Regions from separate parts of the Muntiacus reevesi genome. Here region 2 is linked to region 1. A link is a contact called in public Hi-C data. All regions are on one chromosome and are shown on one strand. Each heading gives the region's core, a stretch centred on a gene start, on an enhancer-like site or on the middle of the called end of the contact. The rest is flanking DNA. Distances are from core to core; before and after follow the strand shown.

Region 1 (6,357 bases), core at 1,505-4,004:
TTAGGAATTTGCCAAAAATATTTTGCTCCAAACTTTTAAAGAACATATCCTCTGATCAAAATAAAGCAAAGAAGCAAGAGTCTTTTTCAGCATTTTACAAGGAATATTTTGGGCTAATAGACTTTTAGAATCTCATCTGAAGAGCTTCAGATTGGTTTAGGTCTTACAAGTACCACAGCCTAATAATCAAGCAGGAACCAGGGGAGCTGCCTGGATTTGAGACCTGCTTTCATTATTTTCTAGACAGTGTTCCTGAGCACGTTACTTGACCAGACAGTGCCTTAATTCTTCCATGTGTGAAAAGAAGATATATATTAGTATCTATATCAAAGGGATGTAGTGTGGACTAGACAATAGGAATACAGACCTCAGAACAGTGTCCGCATATGGTAAGCACTATCTAAATGTTGTTACTAAAAGAAAAAAACCCCAAAACAGATTAAAAAATTGGAACCTGTCCAAAGCCCACACTTTAGGTAACTAGAGCTGGCTAAAACCAGAACTCCTAATTCTAGTTTCCTAGCTAAACGCTCTTGCATTTCCCCTTCCCAAAACACACAATCATCATGATATTCCCCTTTCTAACACTTTAAAAAACGAAACCCTTCAAAACAACTGGCAATGCTACCGAGCACCAGGATAATACGATGACTTGCAAGCGTTCCATCATAAAGATTCACGTTTCTAACCTACTTGAAATTGTTTTAAATAAATTCTCAAGAACAATTACTACTAGTTACTTCTGTCATAATTATGGCTTAGAAAGGCCTAGAAACTGTGGCTTAAGAAAGGTCTAGAGGTGGCTATGATAAGTTAATAAAAAATAATTTCATTTACTGTCTCCAAGCCAATTATCGAATATTACAACACAGTGAGATAAATGGATCGAAACTGCTGGAGGAGAGGAATTTCTTTCACTCGACTCAGTCCAATACGATGGACAAGAAATAGCTAACGCTCTTTGAGAACAGGCAGCAGCTGAGGAGGGGGAACGTCTGCTCCTGGAAGGAATCAGTCCTCCAGAAATCGGTCTGGAGACAAAAGAGAGCGGGACAGGCCGAGTCAAAGGTAAGGACTGAGAGAGAGGAGAGAGGAAGAGCGAAAAGGGGGTGACGATAATAAAAAGTGATACCGACAGTTCAGGCCAGAGAGCGGATCCGGAGTAAGAGGAGGCAGGAGCGGGTGGACGCGGGCGCAGGGCAGGCAAAGGGCGAGGTGGGCGGGAGGCAGACGCGCGGGGCTGGGGGCTGCTGTACCGTGAGGGCAGGAGAACCGCGCTGCGCACCGAGGCCACCGCCCACGCCGCCCCGATCCCCCAGGCCACTACCCGGCCCGGCTCACCGGCGACGATCAAGTCTCAGGGGCAGTATCCACGCTTCCGGAAGTAGGGTCGCGGGGACGCGCCGAGCCGAGCCAATGGTACCGCAGGAGGGGCCGACAAAGGCGCGCATGCGTCAGCCTGACGACGCGCCGGACGTAACGGGTCGCCCGCCGGGGGCGTGGACGACTTCCGGCGCGGCTGCGGCAGTCACTCGAGCCTGCCGGCGAGGTGGAAGCACTCGCTTTCTCAGGTGCTCCGTCGCCGAGCAACACCCACGACGCTGGGCCCGGAGGATGGCGCCTTTGCGAGCGGCTCACCACCTGTGTGAAAGCTTGCTTCACAGTGACGGCTAGCATGTTTTCGAATGCAGCTGTGACTGAGCTCATCCTCTTTAGTCGCTAGGTCTCCGACTTTTTGCGACCCAATGGACTGTAGCCGGCCAGTATCCTGTCCGTAGGATTTCCCGGCCAAGAATTCCGGAGTGGGTTGCCACTTCCTTCCCCATTTTAAGACCTGCTACAAGGGTCTTAAATTCCAGAGCACGGAAAATTAACATTCAAGTCGATTTCGAGGGATTTATCTTACAAACAATGGCCGTACCACTTCAACTCCCACTGGGACAGCTGCTATCAGCTAGGCTTTGATTGCTCCTGGGCTTCCCTGGTAGCTCAGCTGGTAAAGAATCTGCCCGCATTGCGGGAAACCTGGGTTTGATCTCTGGATTGGGAAGATCCCCTGGAGAAGGGAACGGCTACCCACTCCAGTGTTCTGGCCTGGAGAATTCCATGGACTGTAGTCTGTGGGGTCGCAGAGTCGGACACGACTGAGCAACTTTGACTGATCCTACATTGTGGTAGCTCAAACAGTAAAGAACCTGCCTGCAACGCAGGAGACCAGGCTTCAATCCCTGGGTTGGAAAGTTCCTCTGGAGAAGGGAATGGCAGTCCACTCCAGTATTCTTGCCTGGAGAATTCCACGGACAAATAAGCCTGACAAGCTACAGTCCGTGGGGTCAGAGTCGGACACGACTGGGCAGCTAACACACATATTGCAGGTGGCACAGTAAATGCTACTGTTTTAGGAGTCCTGCAGGTCCTCCGATGTTCACTAAATTCAATCCCTGGGTCAGAAGATCCCCTGGAGGAAACCCATTCCGGTATTCTCGCTGGGATAATCCAATGGACAGAGGAGCCTGGCAGGCTAGTCCCTGAGGTTGTATAGAGGAGGACACCAATGAAGCTAACACCTCACGCCAGAACAAAAACCCTGAAAAAAAAAACATGCTAAGTCAAAGCATTGTGATTTAGATGAAAAGTCCAGAATAGGCAAATCAACATAAGTATAAGCTCAGGGCTGGATTGGGTTAGGAGGAGACAGTCAACCACTGCTAAGGTTTCTCTTTGGGATACTGAAAAGCCTCTAAAACCCCAGTTATGGATGCATAACTAAATACAGTAAATGCTATTTCAGTAGCAGACTTAGGGTGCTTTAAGTTAAAAAAAAGTAGGTGGAAAAGAGTCAGAAATTTTCCCATGTTCTCAATTCCATTTTATATGAAGTACCAAAAGATGCAAAGAGCCTGTTTATTAACATAAATAATCATTTGATCCATTTTGTGGTTAACACTTGAAATACATTTACTAATTAAGACAACCAACACTTTTACTTTTATTTGCATTTATTTTCTGCGGCATTTATTCCCGGGCCATAAGTTTTTGTTTCTTCAGTTTCTTCTGGGATATCTGGGGTAAAGGAAAAATAAAAGCACTATTAGAAGAATGATTCCAGGAGAAACACACATCTTAAAGAGGAAGTTGTATCTCAATGAAGGTAATCGGAAATTTCATCATAAAGGGAATGAGTCCTTTGGCACAGAGAAGTGGCATGGAGAGAAAGGCAGCCAGGAAGAAATTAGAGCATTAAGAAGAGAATGAAGACTACAGGCTGGCAGCCCAGCTGGAAAGAACCAAGTGGCAAAAAAGGATGGAGGATAATATGAGAAAATCAACAGAAGACAGATTCATTAGGATTTGAGTCATCCCCGGGCTCCAGGCTAAAGAACTAAATATAATCATTTATATTTCTTGGAGATAGGGGCTGCAGGGAGGGGGTGCCCTGTTCCAGATAAATTACATCTGAAGTGGTCATGGCCATCTAGGTGTGGACATCAGCATATAATCACACAGTTTTAACACACTGAACAATACGAAATTCCCACTCGCTGTTAAGAAACTAATGAGGATAAGAAAGCTGTGGTACATATACACAATGGAATATTACTCAGCTATTATATTCGAGACAGCAAAAGAGCCACAGATGTAAATAACAGACTTTTGGACTCTGGGAGAAGGCAAGGGTGGGATGATTTGAGAATAGCACTGAAACACATATATTATCATACATGAAATATATCGCCAGTGCAGGTTTGATGCATGAGACAGGGTGCTCAGGGCTGGTGCACTGGGATGACCTCGAGGGATGGGGTGGGGAGGGAGGGTCAGGATGGGGAACACATGTACACCCATGGCTGATTCATGTGAATGTATGGCAAAAAACCACAATAATGTAAAGTAATTGGCCTCCAATTAAAATAAAAATCTTCCAAGATTAAAAAAAAACTAATGAGACTTATGAAAGCCAAAATAAAATGATTATAAGAGGTTGGTGGTTGCTCAGAATAGCTTCCTTTCATGGTTATTCCAAAGGTGTCCTAAGTTAGTCATCACAGCAACCACAATCTAATACACCAAGTGAAACAGAGCAGAGACCAAGTAATTTACCTTTTTCTTCTGTGCAACCTCCTCTTCTGGTTTAGGAACAATCTGTTCTTTTTCAGTAAGGATCATCTCAATGTGGCAGGGAGAGCTCATGTAGGGGTTGATCCGACCGTGAGCTCTGTAAGTCCTGCGCCGCATCTTGGGGGCTTTGTTCACTTGGATGTGCTCAATGACCAGAGAATCTACATCTAAGCCCTGGGAAAAGGGAGCAAAATCATGTAACATTTAAAAAAAATTTTAAATCAGGTAACACCTTTATCTTAACACCACAAACTGTATCACTCAAGTCCTTATGACTTTAAATAGCACATTTATTTTTATTTAAAATTTCATTCTAAGTTCCCTCCCTTAAATCTAAGTAATTACCAAAATTCAGTGCTGGTAATTGCCCCTATTTTATAAGTGGTATTCATTAGGGAGCAGAGTTACAAGAATCTCAAAGGATCTATATCTAAGCTTGATTTTGACAGCAAGGCTTAGCAGCTAGAAGGGCTACAGCTAACAGACCTACACTAATTCCAGTTCTAACCCAGTTTTCCAAATGCAAAATGGTAAAGGATAACTGCTCAAATGGATAAATTTGTTTAGTTGGCATAGGATTTGTTCAATTACATACTGCTGTTTTGACCTCTGAAATTTAACATCTCTCCATTATGAATGTAGGCAACAAACCACAGGCCAATCATATGATTCCTTTCTAACTGTATTTATTTGTATTTAAATATACCCTGTGAAGGGGTTCACAAACCTCAGTATAAAAAAGGCCTCCCTGGTGGCTGAGATGGTAAAGAATCTGCCTGCAATGCAGGACACCTGGTTCAATCCCACTCCAGCATTCTCGCATGGAGAACTCCATGGACAGATGATCCTAGCAGGCTACAGTCCATGGGGCCGCAGAGCTGGACACCACTGAGCACTAACCTTTACAGCACAAGATTACAAACCCTTGGTAAAATACTCAAGGAAAAAAAAAAGCATCTCTCTTGCATGTACTGGCATTATGTCTCTGTGTGTGTGTGTGTGTAGGGGGGGTAATTCTAGAGTCTTAGGCTTGAAATTACTGCAGACCGCGCTCCTGAAACGCTGTATAAACAAAAATTTTTTCCTGTTGGAAATTGAAAGTAGAGATTTAAAAGAACCTTTTTAATGGGAACTCTTGCTACTTTCATCAAGTCAATCAAAGAAAAAGCAAGTCAACCAAGGAAATAGATCCAGACAACAACTGTAACTGAGTTAACAATCCAAGTTGCATGTATAAAGATGCTTATAGTGTGGGTACCTTAAGTTCAGCATTACTCTCTGCATTTTTGAGCATGTGTAGTAAAAATTCAGCACTCTTTTTGGGCCACCGACCCTGCGTCCAGCCCCACTGTTTGGCCTAAAAAACAAAACCAGAGAGTTTATTAGTAATTTGCCTCAATTTAAATCAATGTTACAAGATGAAATTTACTTCAACCTACATCAAGGTTGTTCAGAACATTGTTTTTTTTTTCATGGTTAATCCAAAGGTGTCCCAAAGACTGTTATCACAGCAACCATAAGGAGCCTCAGTAAAGGAGGACAATGGCCATTTTTACTCCATCTACTCCCTTCCCTAACAAATTGTCTTTTAAATGACAACTATGAATTCTTACCTGTGCACACCTACCAACTCCACCATTGTAACGACGGAATGGCACACATTGCTTCTTTAAAGTGACATCCTTCAGATACTTGGTGGCTTTTCGGATATGCATACCCTTTATGGCCTGGGCAGTCTCACGAGTGTTCTAAACATAATAACGTAAGCTGTCAGATTTAAACAAATTCCAGTATTTTCAACGTGTCAACCTTTATCAAGAGCCAAATACCTTCCATTCTTGAAACATAATACAAAATCTGTTATGAACCAGGGAGACTTGGTTTGAAGGTGGAGAAATGTGAACCCTAAACATGTTTATTCACTGTTAATATTTCTCCATTATCTTGTAAACTACAATTACGTTTCCCATAACTTGATCTGTGCACTAGGTTCTCAAGCAGTTCTCTGGTAATTTTACCCAATTCCACAAATCCTAAATCAAAGTGTTCACTAAAAGGTGGCTGCTCAGAAATGATTTATTTTCATGGTGAATCCAAAGGTGTCCTAAGAAACACATCATCGCAGCTACCTTTTTAGAACGGTTAAAAAATACTCAAGGAACAATGCTTTCAGAACATAACTACGATTCACCTACCTTAAAGTGAACACGAAGATTTGAACCTCTTGATTTGCATGCT
Region 2 (6,357 bases), core at 2,020-4,519, 770 kb after region 1:
TGTCGCTCATCCAGGGCTGCCAGTGAGGCAAACGCTGATTCTCCTGCGCTCCTGGTGGCCTCCCCACGACCTACTCAGTGCCCACATCAACCTTCCATACCCTCTGCCTCCTCTCTCCTCATTATGGATACTCTCTGCTTCTGTAACCTCTACTTGATGCAAAGAACTGACTCGTTTGAAAAGGCCCTGATGCTGGGAAAGATTGAAGGCAGGAGAAGGGGACGACAGAGGATGAGACGGTTGGATGGCACAACCGACTCGATGGACATAAGTTTGAGTAAACTCGGGGAGTTGGTGATAGACAGGGAGGCCTGGCATGCTCTAGTCCACGCGGTCGCAAAGAGTCCGACACGACTGAGCAACTGAACTCAACTGGACTGACCCTTCCACCATGGGACGCTCTGCCTGCTCACCAGGCTGTGGTCATCGAAGGCCCCTGCACAGAAGTCCTGGTACAGCTCAGAGTCCAGTGGGAGGTCCTCGTCCGAGAGCGGCTCGGGTGTCGCCGTGGCCTCCGGTGGCTCCTTGACTGCCGCAGATGCCACTGCCCCCTCGTCCTCTCGGAGGCGCCCCAGCTTCTGCGACGGCTGCGGCTGCGGCTGGGTGGGCAGAGGCCGGCGAGGCCTTGGCAGGGACTCTGAGGGCGTCACCGGCGAGAGCTGCGGGGCAGAATCTCAGGACTGGCCCTGACCGCCCTGCCCGCATGCCCCGCCCGCCCTGGGGGGCTGGACTCACCGAGGAAGGGAAGTACTTGTACGATTCCTGTGCCGGCAGGAGGAAGGCCCAGGTCAGCCCCAGGTGGAGGGAGGGGGGCCCTGCCCTCGCCCTGCCAAGTGCCTGACCACACGCACCAGCCCTGCCTCACCTCCCCAGACACACCAGCCTGCCCGCAGCTCAGCAGCAGGACACCCTGCCCCAGCCAGGCCCGACCACCTAGAAATGCCTGGTCCTACCCTGTCGACCTGGGGGTGGGGGCTCCCCTGCCAGCCCGGCTCATCTGGTCACACCCTGCTCATCTGGACAGGACAGGCCGCTTGCCACCTGTCTGAACGCGGTTAGACCCCACCCTGCCTGCCCCTGCCGGCTCTTCCTGGACACGCTGGCCCCCCGCCTGACCCCGCCCAGCTCTGCCCATGCTCACCCGGGCCCGAAGCTGGCACTGACGCAGCCGGCACTTCTGCCGGATCTTGTTGGGGCCCCCAAACTTCTTCATGTCTCGGCAGAAGTCGCAGTGGCCACAGTCCTCCGTGCGCCGGCAGGCCTCGCACTCGCCACACATGCGGGCTGATCGTTTGACCTGCTGCTGCTGCTGCTGCTGCTGGTGATGCTGGCGGAGGGGCCCGGAACTCAGGAACCAAGCAGGGCCTCGGAGGGGAGCCCCTCACCGATCCCAGCCATCGCCGCCACTCACCTGGCTGGGCGTGGCCACCAGGGGCTGTGGAGAGGATTTGTGGGGCGAAGCGGATCCCCGAGCAAGCATGGCCCCAACCCCTGTCCCTGCCCCTGGCCTGCGCTGCAGGTCCGGATCCGGGGCAGGCCTCTTGCGCCCTCCACCCTCATCCCGGGGCTCACTGCCGTCTCGCTCGGAGCTATCTCGCTCCCGCGACTTCTTATGCCGGTAGCGGATCTCCAGCTTGGGGTCCTTCTCTGTGGGGCAGAGGGCAGGGCCAGTGGGGGTTGGCATGGGGGGACCTCGAGGGGCCCCAGAACTCTTTCTTCCTCCCTCTTCTGGCCCACCCACCGGCTCTGTCTCCCTACTGCAAGGCAGAGCTGCCCCTTCTATCATAGCTCACAGGGCACCGACCCGCAGTCACTCTGCTCACGGCCACCCATCCACTGCTCCCCACGACCCACCCTCCCATGAAGGCTCCTCTTCCTCCCTCGAAGCCCCAGCTGCCTGCCCCTCACCTCGGCACTCCCGACAGTACCACTCTCGGATGGCCTTGGCCATCTTCTCAGTGATCCGGATGCAGTCCCCGTGAAACCATTCATTGCAGTTGTCACACCCGCTGCGGAGGATGAGGCGAGTGATGGGAGACGTGAGGGGCGGGACCCACTGGCCTCACCCCACCAGGCCAGGTGTCCGTCCCGCCCGCCTCTCCCGGGCTCACATCATGAAGCAGTTGATGTCTGGTTTGCGGCAGATGCAGTAGATGGGCGCATTCTCCCCATTCTCGGACTTGCTGTCCTCCCCGGCGTCTGGAGGCTCTGGATCTGAAGCGTCGCCCTCCTGTGGGACCCGCCCCCCCATCATGGCACCTCATCCTACTAGTACAGGCCCATCATGGCTCACCACACATCTCAAGTCTCCCAGTGCAGACTTCCCACCAGAGCTCCTCATTAAATCTCTCCATCGGAGTCCCTGTAGACCACTCCCCATCGCTCACCCATGACACCTCATTACTCTGCTTCTTCACTCTTGTCTCAGACTTTCCAGTCACTTACCCCACTGACACCCCCATCACTAGACACCCACTCATATAATGGCTCGCTGCAAACACCCTGCCACCCCCCACATTTTGTCCCTGTCATGGCTCTTCACGGGTGCCCCATCAAAGGCTCTCATAGGCACCACTTTATTCATTCGGCAGACTTCCCAGCACGGTGCCCTTAAGATTCCGGAGTGATCAACCTCACCGGCGGCCCCGCCCCCCTGGATCCCCGATACGGACTCATCACGGCTCCCTCCAGACTGCCCCAACACAACTCGTCGAAACTCCCCCCATCACTCTGCACAAAGAATCCCCCATCGGGACCCTCAAGGCACTACCATCAGGGATCCCCGCTAAACTTCCATTACAGACCCCCATGATGGCTCATCAGAGAACTCCCCGATGGTTCCCCCACGAGTAAAAATTCGGACCATCAGACCCCGTCATTCTACCCAGGGACCGTGGTTAAGGCTCACAACAGACCCTCCCCCCTCCCCCATTCTGCCTACAGTCCCTGGTTATGGATCACCACAGACCCCCACGAGCCTACCAATGGACTCCACCATTTCCTACCTCACTGACCTCTAACCGCCGACTCCCTCCTGGGACCGCGCACTTACCATCTCTCGGCTTCCGACGCACCCGTTCGCGAACCCCGCCAGCGACCCGCGAACCTGCACAGACCACTCGGCGGCGTCCGCGGCCGTTGCAAAGGCGCCCACAAGCACTTCCGCTTTTCCTGGTGCCTACCAGGCACCGTACTCCTACTGCGCAGGCCCAGTGCGTCGGTTCCGCGACACACAAGTTGTCTTCGCCCGGCTAGAGCTCTGACGGTCTCCGAGGTGCCGCCATCTTGACTACTGAGACCGTACGGCAGCCGAGTCCGTGTGTTCTCGGGAAACATGGCGGCGCCCGTAGTTCATCTTTACCATGGGCGCCGCCATCTTGCCTGCCGGCCTAGTCCGTAAAGCCACTACCTGTACGGCCGCTAAGTTTAGGCAATATGGTCGCCCCTACTGCGCGACTTCCATGCTGACGCCGCCATCGTGGAATCGTACGCTCAGTGGCAGCGTCCCAATCGGCCACCGAGAGGGCGCCGCCATCTTGCCGGTGGATTCTGGTGCCAGCAGCTGGTACTGCCTAGATGTCTATAGGGAAGCGGGCCTGCTTTTAGGAACACTACCTGGATTGAGTCAGTCTTTCCACTATTCAGTCATGTTTCCTTTCCGCGTCTACTAATGGACGTCTGTATACTGTGTGCCTTATGCTAGGAAGGAAAGCAGTCCCGTCGTTATGCCTCCCACATTACCTCTAAGGAAATTTTTGCCTATTAGGGGCAGGGGAAGCCCAGTCAGGCTTATATCTGATTTGGCCTAAACTTTATGTAAAACTGGAACAGCCTGACTTATGATCTGTCAAGTACACGTTGTACATTTGTTCTAACCACGGGGATTAGCGAATGTGTAAGGTATAGTTCCGGCGAGTCAGAAAAGGAAAGAGGACGTCAACCTTTATTCAGGCAAGGAGGGGCGACAGTCGGCTTAACCACCAGGCTGAGCGCTGAGATGGAGGCTCCATATTTATAGGGAGGTTTGTGGAAGCGATAAGGGAAACGTTAATCAGGCGGGAAATTTTGAGTATTCCTTTAGTTGAGATGACATTTGTAGTTGGGCAGGGGGTGACAAGTCTTCTGGGCAGGTGTAGGGGGTGGAAGGTTTCCGAACAGGGGGTGATAAGTCCCAGATGGATGCAACAGACCTGGAGCATCAGGGTGGAACTAAAGTTCTGTTTTGTTTTCTCCCAAGTTAGATGATTCAACAAGGGCCTTTGAGACTGTTGTTTTCTTTTCTAGGCCCAAAAGACTCCTTCGGAATGCCCACTTTCCGATAGGGAGAAATGCCTCCCTTTTGTGGTGAAGCAAACCTGCTTTCTCCAGTAATTATCCACTTACAGGAGTTTCCCATATTTTTCTACTTAGAATCCCCTACAGGGGGGATTAACTACTTAATCACCTATTTTTGTCCCTTCATTCTGTCCCTTATTATTCCTGTGACACCAATGCCAGCACTCCTTGGAGGATAAGGTTCCTGTCCCACATGCCAAGGTCATGTTCACTCACTATGTGTCTGCTAATTTGTAACTACACATGGCTGTTGAAACCTTGAAGGAACGTACCTCTGCCATGTTTGATGTATTAATATGTTCTTTTTTCTGATGCTGTATAAAACTGTTGAAAACTATGCTTCTCTAGAGTGCTTTCTTCCTTAGTGGAGGCTGCTGCGCTCCTGGGCCAGTCCTCAGCTTGGTTCAGATGAAAGTCTCTTCTGTTCTTTAATGTAGATTGTTTATTGATTGTGTTGACACCTCCCACCACTCTTTGCAGCTCACTCCTCCCAGCAGTGCCTTAGCCAGGCCTACCTGATGATTCAGCCTCTGGGCTTCTACAACAGCACTCATCCATCAGAATTAGGCAACAACTGAAGGCCATATACGATGGTGACCTGATCATCTCTGGTGAGAATGGCTGGACCAAAGTAGATTTTTAAATCAGCAACCACCAGCTTCATCAAGTCTTCCCTTGACTAGACACATTTGGGTTATTTAGCTGATAAGCACATTAAGAACTTCCTTGTCACAAGTAATAAACAGATAATAAAGCAGAAGCATTTATTATTTGTTACTTGTGACAAGGAAGGAGACAAGGAGATAGTTCTCAAAGCACTGTGTCCCTGGGGGCATTTTTAAGTTCAGCATGGAGGGAGGCATGATCATTATAATGAAGCAAAGGTTAGGCTAGTTTGCCCAAAACTGCAAGTAAGTAGGCACTCGGTTACTTGCTCTCACAGTAGTATCTTTTGACTGGAATGCACTATAACCTTTTTGAAACATCTAGTGGCTGCAACTTTCTGCAAAACAAAACTCACTGGTTTAAACCCATCCTATCCCTACTGCTCCCTAGCAAACACCCACCACCAGTGTAGATTATGCCCACTTCCTGGCGATGTCCACTTGGGTTCTCTTGTTTCATATGTATTCAGTTTTCTCTCCCATAAATTTAATTTAAAGTTTAAAAAAATTTTTTTTTAATTTATGTAATGTATAACAAAAGATCCTCAGACTGGAGAGGCAGACGTTTCCTCAGGGTAATGCGCTAACATGGGCAACCATGAAAATCAAATAAGATACAAAGTGTCAGTACAACCCCTCCCCCCAACACATACACAGCCTGAAAGGGGAGGTTGTGGTCATTATAAATGTCCTCATATCCACATTCAAAGCCAGAATGACTATTCATTTCCCGTTTAAGGGAACCTTATAAGTTTCAGTTCAGTTCAGTCGCTCAGTTGTGTCCATTTAAGGCAATATAATTGAATTTTAAATTTAATTGCATGCATGCATGCATGCACGACAGAGGATGAGATGGTTGGATGGCATCACCAACTCAATGGACATGAGTTTGGGTACACTCTGGGAGTTGGTGATGGACAGGGAAGCCTGGTGTTCATGGAGTTCATGGAAGCTGTGGTTCATGGAGTCGCAAAGAGTTGGACATGACTGAGTGACTGAACTGAGTTGAACTTTCAGTCACTTCAGTTGTGTCTGACTCTTTGCGATCCTATGGACTGTAGCCCGCCACACCCCTCTGTTCATAGGACCCTCTAGGCAAGGATACTGGAGTGGATTGCCATGCCCTCCTCCAGGGGATCTTCCCAACCCAGGGACTGAAAACTGTGTCTCCTGTGTTTCCTACATTGCAGGCTGTTTCTTTACCCACTGAGTCACCTGAGAAGCCCTAAATTTAATTTCTCAAGCTAAATTTAATGTAACATAATTGAACTTGGATTTATTCATGCATGCAATTTGCCTTAAAATAATTTAATATTAATTTAATGTATGAAATTCAATGTCTTACATATTAATTCCA

Evidence for each region. A called contact is a pair of places that touch in the nucleus more often than the background predicts.
Region 2: a contact with region 1 is called in a Hi-C map of muscle, with 5 times the contacts expected there. The contact joins the promoter of CXXC1 here to the promoter of C4H18orf32 in region 1. A contact is called at or near these places in 2 of 3 Hi-C or Micro-C datasets (blood and muscle).

Annotation. Positions count from the first base shown.
Region 1 is chr4:46,819,941-46,826,297 of mMunRee1.1, forward strand. It overlaps C4H18orf32 (chromosome 4 C18orf32 homolog), which reads right to left and starts at 2,755. Exons shown (of 3, transcript XM_065932683.1): 1 at 1,257-2,755. It overlaps RPL17 (ribosomal protein L17), which reads right to left. Exons shown (of 7, transcript XM_065932682.1): 3 at 6,315-6,355; 4 at 5,733-5,867; 5 at 5,378-5,476; 6 at 4,102-4,293; 7 at 2,869-3,063. The coding sequence ends at 3,016. It overlaps LOC136168090 (small nucleolar RNA SNORD58), which reads right to left and starts at 4,052; the gene lies at 3,989-4,052. LOC136168093 (small nucleolar RNA SNORD58) reads right to left here and starts at 5,633; the gene lies at 5,565-5,633. It also overlaps LOC136168091.
Region 2 is chr4:47,588,860-47,595,216 of mMunRee1.1, forward strand. CXXC1 (CXXC finger protein 1) reads right to left here and starts at 3,270. Exons shown (of 14, transcript XM_065932731.1): 1 at 3,053-3,270; 2 at 2,112-2,230; 3 at 1,909-2,009; 4 at 1,412-1,647; 5 at 1,142-1,327; 6 at 414-659; 7 at 1-16. The coding sequence starts at 3,055.